Linked DNA regions of Callithrix jacchus: region 2 is linked to region 1. A link is a contact called in public Hi-C data. All regions are on one chromosome and are shown on one strand. The core of a region is the stretch at or near the end of the contact, and the rest is flanking DNA. Distances in the headings are between cores, read along the strand shown. Region 1 overlaps STIM1 (stromal interaction molecule 1). Region 2 holds the start of RHOG (ras homolog family member G).

Region 1 (4,086 bases), core at 735-3,234:
TTGACCTCGTGATCCGCCCGCCTCGGGCTCACAAAGTGCTGGGATTACAGGTGTGTGCCACTGCGCCCGGCCCAGGAACAGTGAATTTCTTACAACTGCCATCATAAAACTGGTTCCTAGATGTCAGGAAGCACACTGACTGACTGACTGACTGACTGACTGACTGACTGGCACTCTTTTCACAGCCAAATCTTCCGCCATAGTTTTGAAGTCATATTTTATTTCAACGGAATCCCAGACCATCTGAGTTAGAAGTGTTCTCCAAGGAGAGTTTAGCATTCTCCTAGGTCAATCCCTTCATATTACCAATGAGGACATAAGTCCTGGGAGGGAAAGAGATTTAACCAAAGTCATACAGCAAGTCAGTGTTGATCAGATTTAGATTCCATGTAAGAAAGAACTAAGGACAGTAAGAAGGAAGGTCTGTGAAGTTTCTTTGGGGAACAGTAAAGAACAATTAATTATATCTATTTATATGCTAAGAGAAGCAGTCCAGAGACAGGATGAAGTTAGAATGACCTCCTAACAAATGATGGGAAGCTCAAGACCTCTGGCAGCTACACATTCCTCCCTCTGAAGCTAAGAAGCAAAAAAGATAGAAACAAGCTTCTTCCCAGGAGGAATAACTGCCCAGGATAATTGGAATATCACCCTAGAGTTGCAATACACTTTTGGAAGGATGACACAGCCTGGGCTGCCATGTTGGCAAGGTCTCAGGGTCCGAGTGGCTAATACCCAGGTGGAAATGGGAGGTTCCCAAGAGATGGCAGGGCCTTACCTTTCCTGGAGGGGCAGGGCCTTACCTTTCCTGAAGGTCATGCAGACTCTGCTCAGCTCGGTGTAACCCCTCCAAGTCTTTCATCATCTTCTTCATGTGCTCCTTGGAGTAGCGGTTCTGGATATAGGCAAACCAGCAGCCGCCCACACCAATAACGATAGACACCACCAGCATAAAGTCCTTGAGGTGATTATGGCGGGTCACTGCCAGAGAGGGGAGGACATGGTGAGTCAGGGTGCCCACTGCACACTTAGCCTTGCAAACTCCACTGCATCCCTCCTCTATGAAGCCCTCCATGACAGACACACTTTCCCACTGAGGAGGATTTAGTTTCTCTTCTTAGACACATACTTGCCATACACTATTATAGTAAGCTCTGTGTCTGTCTCTCTGCTAGCCAAGGCTTTGTTTAGAAATGAGAAGCCTTATAGCAATACGAAATGCTTATTAAATCACACTTCCATAAGATGCAGTGAAGACGAGAGAACCAGTGCCTTCTCAATATACCTCAGCCATCTCTCGGCTAGGATGAGCCCATATGCCCAGATGTAGTGTCTTCCGTCCTACAGGGTAGGCAATTCTTAAGTGCTACAGCAGGTAAATGGAGATGGCTGGTATAAAGGATATAAAGCAACGTCACCAGAGCCTCAGGTCTGGCTATAGGACTGAAATCACTATAGGAACTAGGTCTCCTGGACTACCAGGCCATTCTTGGCACAGATCAGGGAAAGGTCCAGAAGTCTCAACCAATGGAGAACATTTCTAGGCTATTGTAAAATCCAGAGACTAGGTAGAACAGGATAGCATCAAGAGATTGGTATGATGAGACATTATACCTATCAACAATTGAGGGCCAGTGCTATTTCCAGAGAACACCTGGTAGCAATTCAGTGAAGCACAAGGGCCCCAGCCATCAGTTGGGATTCAAAGAACGCCCAGTGTCCAGAGCAAAACTTAAATGCTAAACAAAAAAAAGACACCAAAAGATAAAAAGCAAAAGCCATATCCTAAAAACTTAGCCAGTCAGGACAGAGGCACTTCTGAAACTAACATTGTTCCTGGTGTACCAGATCTGGGCTCTGTGCCACAGCACAAGAGACTTGAAAGGGGCATTATAAGGAGACGGCTGTCAGGAGACAGAAATTCTCTGTCTAGGTCGTGCTGTGGGCTCAGAGGAGCCCTAGATGTGAGAGTCAGGGAAAGAGGAAAAAAAGAGTTTTTGCCAGGGCTAATGACATAACTGTGTACAGTAAGTTGCCCTTAGACAGCTAAGGAGGAGGTAAGACTGGCATGATCCTTGGACAGAGTAAGGATATGGGGCCGGTGGAAATCCAAAAGGACCCAGGTAGAGCCACCAAGTTAAGGGAGGGTCAAGACACCAGAAAAAGAAACCATATGATACTGATGCCCATATTTGACAAAAAGAGTTAATATTATAGCTCCTTACAGAAAGGCTAAACAGCAGAAAATGAGGATGAGATGGGACCAAAGACAGATTAACACATCCTATTTCCACTCAAGGGAGGGGAGTTACTAGGTCAGAGTGGTGGCCATGTCACTCATATGTTTATTCCAGGCTCTCTGAAAGAAAACTGAGGGTCCTCTAGTGGCTATCCCCTAGCCTCCAGGCAGGCTACAAGTCTAGCCATACTCAAGCCCTCACTCTCCTGTCTTTCAGGTTCCAAGAGGAGATATTTCTGCAGCACAGTGAGTTGCCTTCCTTTCTAGAACATACCTGCCTCCTCCACAACCACTACCAGAGCCTGGGGTACTCTTCGTCTCCCCTATTTGTTAAGGACTTTTAATCTTTGTTTCCTAGGGTTTCTCAACTTCAATATCCCCTTTATATTCTTACCAAAAGTCAACGGTATCCTTGTTCAAACAAGACTCCATGCAACAAGCACCTTCCCCTATTCCAATACTTCAGAGTACTTAAGGTGGGCATGCAAATTGGGCCCAGTAATTTCATTTGGTTTCTTATTCTACCTTATCCAGGTCAATTTGGAATCAGATCTATTATTTTTCCCAGCTTCATATTCTCATCCAAGTCATGAATAAGAATACTGAATAACCAAGGCCAAGGATAAGGTCTAACAGTGAGTCCCTCCCTCTAAGGTAATATTGTTTCTATCACCTATCAGTACCCACTGGATTCCTCCAACCAGTTTTGACTCTACTTAAATATACAAATATCCATCCTATCCAATCCTCTGCCTTGTCAAATGCATAGCTAAAGTCCAGAAATATTACAGGCCACATCCATGAGCTACCAAGCCTGGTAGGAAGAAGATGCGTCTAACATGGTTGATTTACTCTTTAAGGTTCCTAGTGATCATCACTGGACTATATATGCCAGTGCACAGTGTATAACATCAACCAGCATACAGAAGTCATTCAATAAATCTTAGAAGGATTGATTCTTTACTAACAAGCTTCAAGTACAATAATATCTCCCTTCCCTTAATCCATACAAAAAAGGAAGGGAAATAGAGAAAATATAAAACCTATCAGGAATTTATATTCATCATTTCTTATCCTCACAACTACTAGGTAAAATAGGTTATTAGTATTCCCATTCTGTAGACCAAAAAACTGAGATTCTGTAAGGGATACTGACTTGCTAGAGTTCATAAAAAGTGACACAGCTGGGTTTAAATCCAGATTTACCCAACTACATTGTCTTTCTGCTACACCACACTTCCTCATTACAACTTTCATATTCACACAGCAAATATTGTTTCTGTTTTGTTACAAGCAAACATGTCTTACAGTGGAGATGTCTATATGGCCCTGATCTAGCTCAAGCTAGATTCTTGGAACTCTTGACACTAAGAGTTCCAGGACCTGAGTTTTCCCCCACACAATATCCTGTAAACTGATAGTGGCATTGCAGTCAGAGCAGTGAAGACCCAAAGGCCAAATAATCAGGCCTTAAGATTAAACATAAGGTCTGTGTACAGAAATTCTTGTGCTATCAAGGGAAGTATCCCACACTAAGTATTAGGAAGCCTGATTCTATGCTTGCCTCTGTCCCAATTGGTTATGAAATTTGCTTCCCCTATCTAGACCTCAGCTTCCTCAGCTGTAAAATGCAATACCACAGAATTACTAAAGAGACAGAACGGGTGATTACTAACAAGACTGAATGTGTAGGTATAAATGACAGCACTGTGAGGTGTCTTAGAAATATTCAGATGGACATACCAGGAGATAATTAAGAATGTGGATGTGAGCCGGGCATGGTGGCATACAGCTATAATCCCAGCACTTTGGGAGGCTGAGGTGGGGGGAATCACCTGAGGTCAGAA
Region 2 (4,015 bases), core at 826-3,325, 250 kb after region 1:
TTTTTGAGACAGAGTCTCACTCTGTCACCCAGGCTGGAGTGCAGTGGTGCAGTCTCAGCTCACTGCAACCACCGCATCCTGGGCTCAAGTGATTCTCCTGCCTCAGCCTCCCGACTAGCTGGGATTACAGGCACGTGCCACCATGCCAGGCTACTTTTTGTATTTTTAGTAGAGATGAGGTTTCACCATGTTGGTCAGTCTGGTCTTAAACTCCTGACCTTGTGATCCTGCCTATCTTGGCCTCCCAAAGTGCTGGAATTACAGGTGTGAGCCATCACACTCAGCCTCCAGTTAATTTTTATAACCAATAATTTTTATATTGATTATATGGTAAAAGATAGTATTTTGGCTATGTTGAACTAAGCCAAATATAGTTAAAATTAATTTCACTTCTTTTTACTTTTTTTGAAATGTCATTGCTAGACAGTTTTAAATTACTTATGTGGTTCATATTAAATTCCTTTTTTAAAACATATAAGTAGGCCGGGCACAGTGGTTCATGCTTGTAATCCCAGCACTTTAGAAGGCCGAGGCGGGTGGATCACCTGAGATCCTGGAAAGCTGAGGTTGCAGTGAGCCAAGATGGCGCCACTGCACTCCAGCCTGGGCACCAGAGCAAGACTCCTTCTCAAAAAAAAAAAAAAAAAAAAAGGCCGGGTGCAGTGCTTCATGCCTGTAATCCCAGCATCTTGGGTCTTCTACACCTGTTCTCATGTTATCTTTACAACTATGGGGTGAAATATAATGATTCTATTTTACCAAAGAGGCTTAGAAAAGTTAAATTATTTATTCCCGAAATCAATCCTTTTTATTTGAAAAGCCTCTGGAAGACAGGGATCCGTTTTTTTTTTTTTTTTTCAGATGGAGTTTTGCTTTTGTTGCCTAGGCTGGAGTGCAACAGCAGGATCTCGGCTCACAGCAACCTCCGCCTCCCGGGCTCAAGCGATTTTCCTGCCTCAGCCTCCTGAGTAGCTGGGATTACAGGCATTCGCCACCATGCCCAGCTAATTTTGTATTTTTAGTAGAGATGGGGTTTCTCCATGTTGATCAGGCTGGTCTTGAACTCCCGACCTCGGGTGACCCGCTCACCTCAGCTTCTCAAAGTGCTGGGATTAGGCGTGAGCCACCGCGCCCGGCCTGGGATCCTGTCTTAAACGCTGTTTTTCTTAACAGCACCTAGCACGGAGCTCTCCATGTAGTAGGCGCTTAGAAACTTTGTGCTGAAGTAAAGATGCGTATTCCCAAGTCAAAGCTCCAAGCGCAAGGCCTGGGAACTGAAGCACCAGAGGGCGCCCACGAGCCCACCCACCCGCGGGTCCCCAGGGCCCAAGCCGGACCTCAGGCCTGGGTGCAGCCCTTTAGCCCCAAGCAGCTGGGCACCCCAGCACAACAGGGACGAGGGGGGCCCCCACGTCCTCCGTCCGCCCCGCCCCCCCTCAGAGTCAGGCCACGCGGAGCTGCTGGGTGCCGAACGACGACTAGACATCCTGTTTTGGGGGCCCGCGGCTCTGACGGCGCCTCTACTGATCTTTTCTTTCCCCTGGGTGCTGACGCCAGCTCCTCTCCCCCCACCCCCGAGTCTCCCCACTCTCCCCAGGGGTCTGGGGCCTTCCCACTGCTGAATCACCACCACCCCGCACTCCCCCGGGGCTCGGGCAGGGGTGGGGACTGCCCCAGCCTCGGCCACCACTCGATCCTTGGGGTTGGCTGAAGGCGCCGGGCCCAGGGCGCCTTTCTCAGCATCTTCCCGCGGAGGCTGGTGGGGGCAGAACGGGGGGAAGAGGACCAACGCCTAGCGCCTAGGGTAGGGCCTCCGCTGGGGTGGGGTGGCCAGGAGGAGGCGGAGAGACCTGACCTTGGAAGACCTGACTTGCGGGCCATAGGGGCAGTGGGCTGTGTGAGGGAAAGCGGCGAGCCCGGGAATGGGCCGGGGGCGAGGCTGGGGGCGGGACGGGGCTGGAGAGGGGGAGACCGGCCCTCGGACTTCCTGGTCGGGCCCCGCCCCGCCCCGCCCCCGCCCCGCCGGCCCGCCCCCCCTCCCCCCCCGCCACACTTCCTCCGGCCTCCCGCTCTCACTTCCTTCTCGAGCCCGGAGCCGCTGCCGCCGCCCCCAGCTCCCCCGCCTCGGGGAGGGCACCAGGTGAGGCCGGGCCGGGGTTGGCGGTCAGGGGTCCGGGGGAGGGGAGCCTGGCCGGCCCAGGACTCGGCGCGGGCGCCGGCCCATGAGTTAGTTGGCGGAGGCCGCGGGCGGGAGCTTCTCGGCTCAGTCCAAGTAGGGCGGGGCGGGGACGGGGCCACTGCGAGCCGGCGGAGGCTCGGCGAGGGTGGGTTCCCGGCGGTAGTGCCGCCTCTCGGGAGCCGAGAGGAACCCCTGAGGTCGGAGGGTCCCGGGTTCCGAGAGAAGTGTCTCTGAAGTGGAAAAGCTCAGAGCTGGGAAATGGAACTCAGGTGGGGTGTCCTCAGAAGTTGGAGGGGTGTTGAGCAGTGCGTGAGGGGAGAGGGCTTCTGGGCTGGAGAAGGCGCGCCCTCTGCTCCGGCATTTGTGACATTTGTGGGGGTAAGAAGGGGCGGTGTCTCTTCGGAGAGCCTCCGAAGCTCTCTCCGTTAAGATCGATGCTAATCTAGACCCACACTCGGGCTGCAGCCCGAAGGCCTTCTGCACTCCGGAGGACCGGGGTTGGGGTGGGGGGAGCCACGCCGACCCCAGTCGTTCTCTGTATGTCTGTTTTCCTGAGTCCCAGCCTCACCTGGAGCCAAACAGTAGGTATTTAGTGAGTAAACATCTGCTCTTCCTAGCTGACCAGAGCCTGGCCTTGCTCTTTTGGGAGAAACCTCGTTTTCCCCTGTGACTGGAGGTGGAAGGACTCTCATTCAGAGGTACTGACAGTCCCTGACAAGTTTTTGTTGTGGCTTTTGGGGACAATTGAGAACCATTTTTCCTCTTCATTCTTAGGCCCAAAATTATACACATGCTCCTATTGTCTTCCTCCACACCTTCTTTAGTTTCTACCCACAAATCCGCCATCACTCTTTTCTCATTCCTTTCAGTCTCTTCCACCAAACATAGTCATACCTAGGCCTTGACCTCTCTTCACCTACCCTGCCCCGTGTTCATCTTGGTCCTCTGCGGCTGGCCCCATCCCATCTCTTCCCTTCCCAGCTCTGGCGCCCACACACATACACCCCCTTGCTTCTTCCATCACCCCTCATTGCTCTTGAATCCTCAGCCTGTCACCCTCTGTCCATCTCCTTCCTTCCCACCCACTTAGCTGCAGCTTCGAGATCAGGATCTGCTGTAGAAGACTTAGTGAGTTTGAGAGTCTTTTTGAACCTCCCTATCTTTGAGAGGCAGTCTGCAGCCTTCGAGTGATAGAGATGAAAACGTGTGTGTGTGTGTGTGTATCTACATCTTTATCTCTTAGAGACAAAATAACTGCCCTCAGCCTTGAGAGGACCCAGAGCAAGGGAAGCCAGCATAATGAAGGGAACCTGCAGTGAGTGAGGTTGTGGTTAGGCAGGAGGAAGCAGTCTGTAGCAGTCAGAGTAGGGTGACAGAGGAGTAAGACTGGTAAGAGAGGCCATGGGAAATCAAAATCACCCTGACACCTGGTGTTTGACTACAGGGACAGGCCTGGAACCTGGGAGATAGCCTGAAGTTCCCTGATTCCAGTACCTACTAGTTCCAGCCTCACCTGGTGGAAAGAATGGGACCAGCTGGGTGTGATGGAAATAAAGAGAGAAGGCAAAGGCAGGATTCTGGAGGGAAGACTATAGCTGGTCTAACTTCAGTGTTAACTGTTTTAGTTTTGAATTAAGAAGCAGGTGAGGCAAAGGTGCCTGCCCCTTCTTTCCTGCTGCCTTCTGGGGCCTGCCCAGGCTGTGTACCCACATGCCCTGCTCTGCATCAGGGCCTTAGTGACCAGGAAGTCCTCTAGAGTTCTACTGATTCCTCTGCTTTTAGGCATCCTTAATATTCCCATCTCACCTAGGACCCTATTCCTTCTCAGGAATTCCT

What was found. Hi-C and Micro-C count contacts between places; a contact is called where the count stands out from the background.
Region 2: a contact with region 1 is called in a Hi-C map of skeletal muscle, with 3 times the contacts expected there. The contact joins the promoter of RHOG here to the enhancer-like site in region 1. A contact is called at or near these places in 3 of 3 Hi-C or Micro-C datasets (induced pluripotent stem cells and skeletal muscle).

Annotation. Positions count from the first base shown.
Region 1 is chr10:69,512,134-69,516,219 of calJac240_pri, reverse strand. It overlaps STIM1 (stromal interaction molecule 1), which reads right to left. Exons shown (of 14, transcript XM_078340350.1): 7 at 804-981. Among named protein-coding and RNA genes, the nearest start is that of RRM1, 30 kb to the left of the region's middle. Within about 2 kb of position 1,984, at least 3 of the 16 cell types and tissues checked have an H3K27ac peak or open chromatin away from gene starts, as enhancers often do. A contact at or near this core is called in skeletal muscle, where this site is marked.
Region 2 is chr10:69,266,646-69,270,660 of calJac240_pri, reverse strand. RHOG (ras homolog family member G) reads left to right here and starts at 2,075. Exons shown (of 3, transcript XM_009007510.5): 1 at 2,075-2,140; 2 at 2,797-2,877.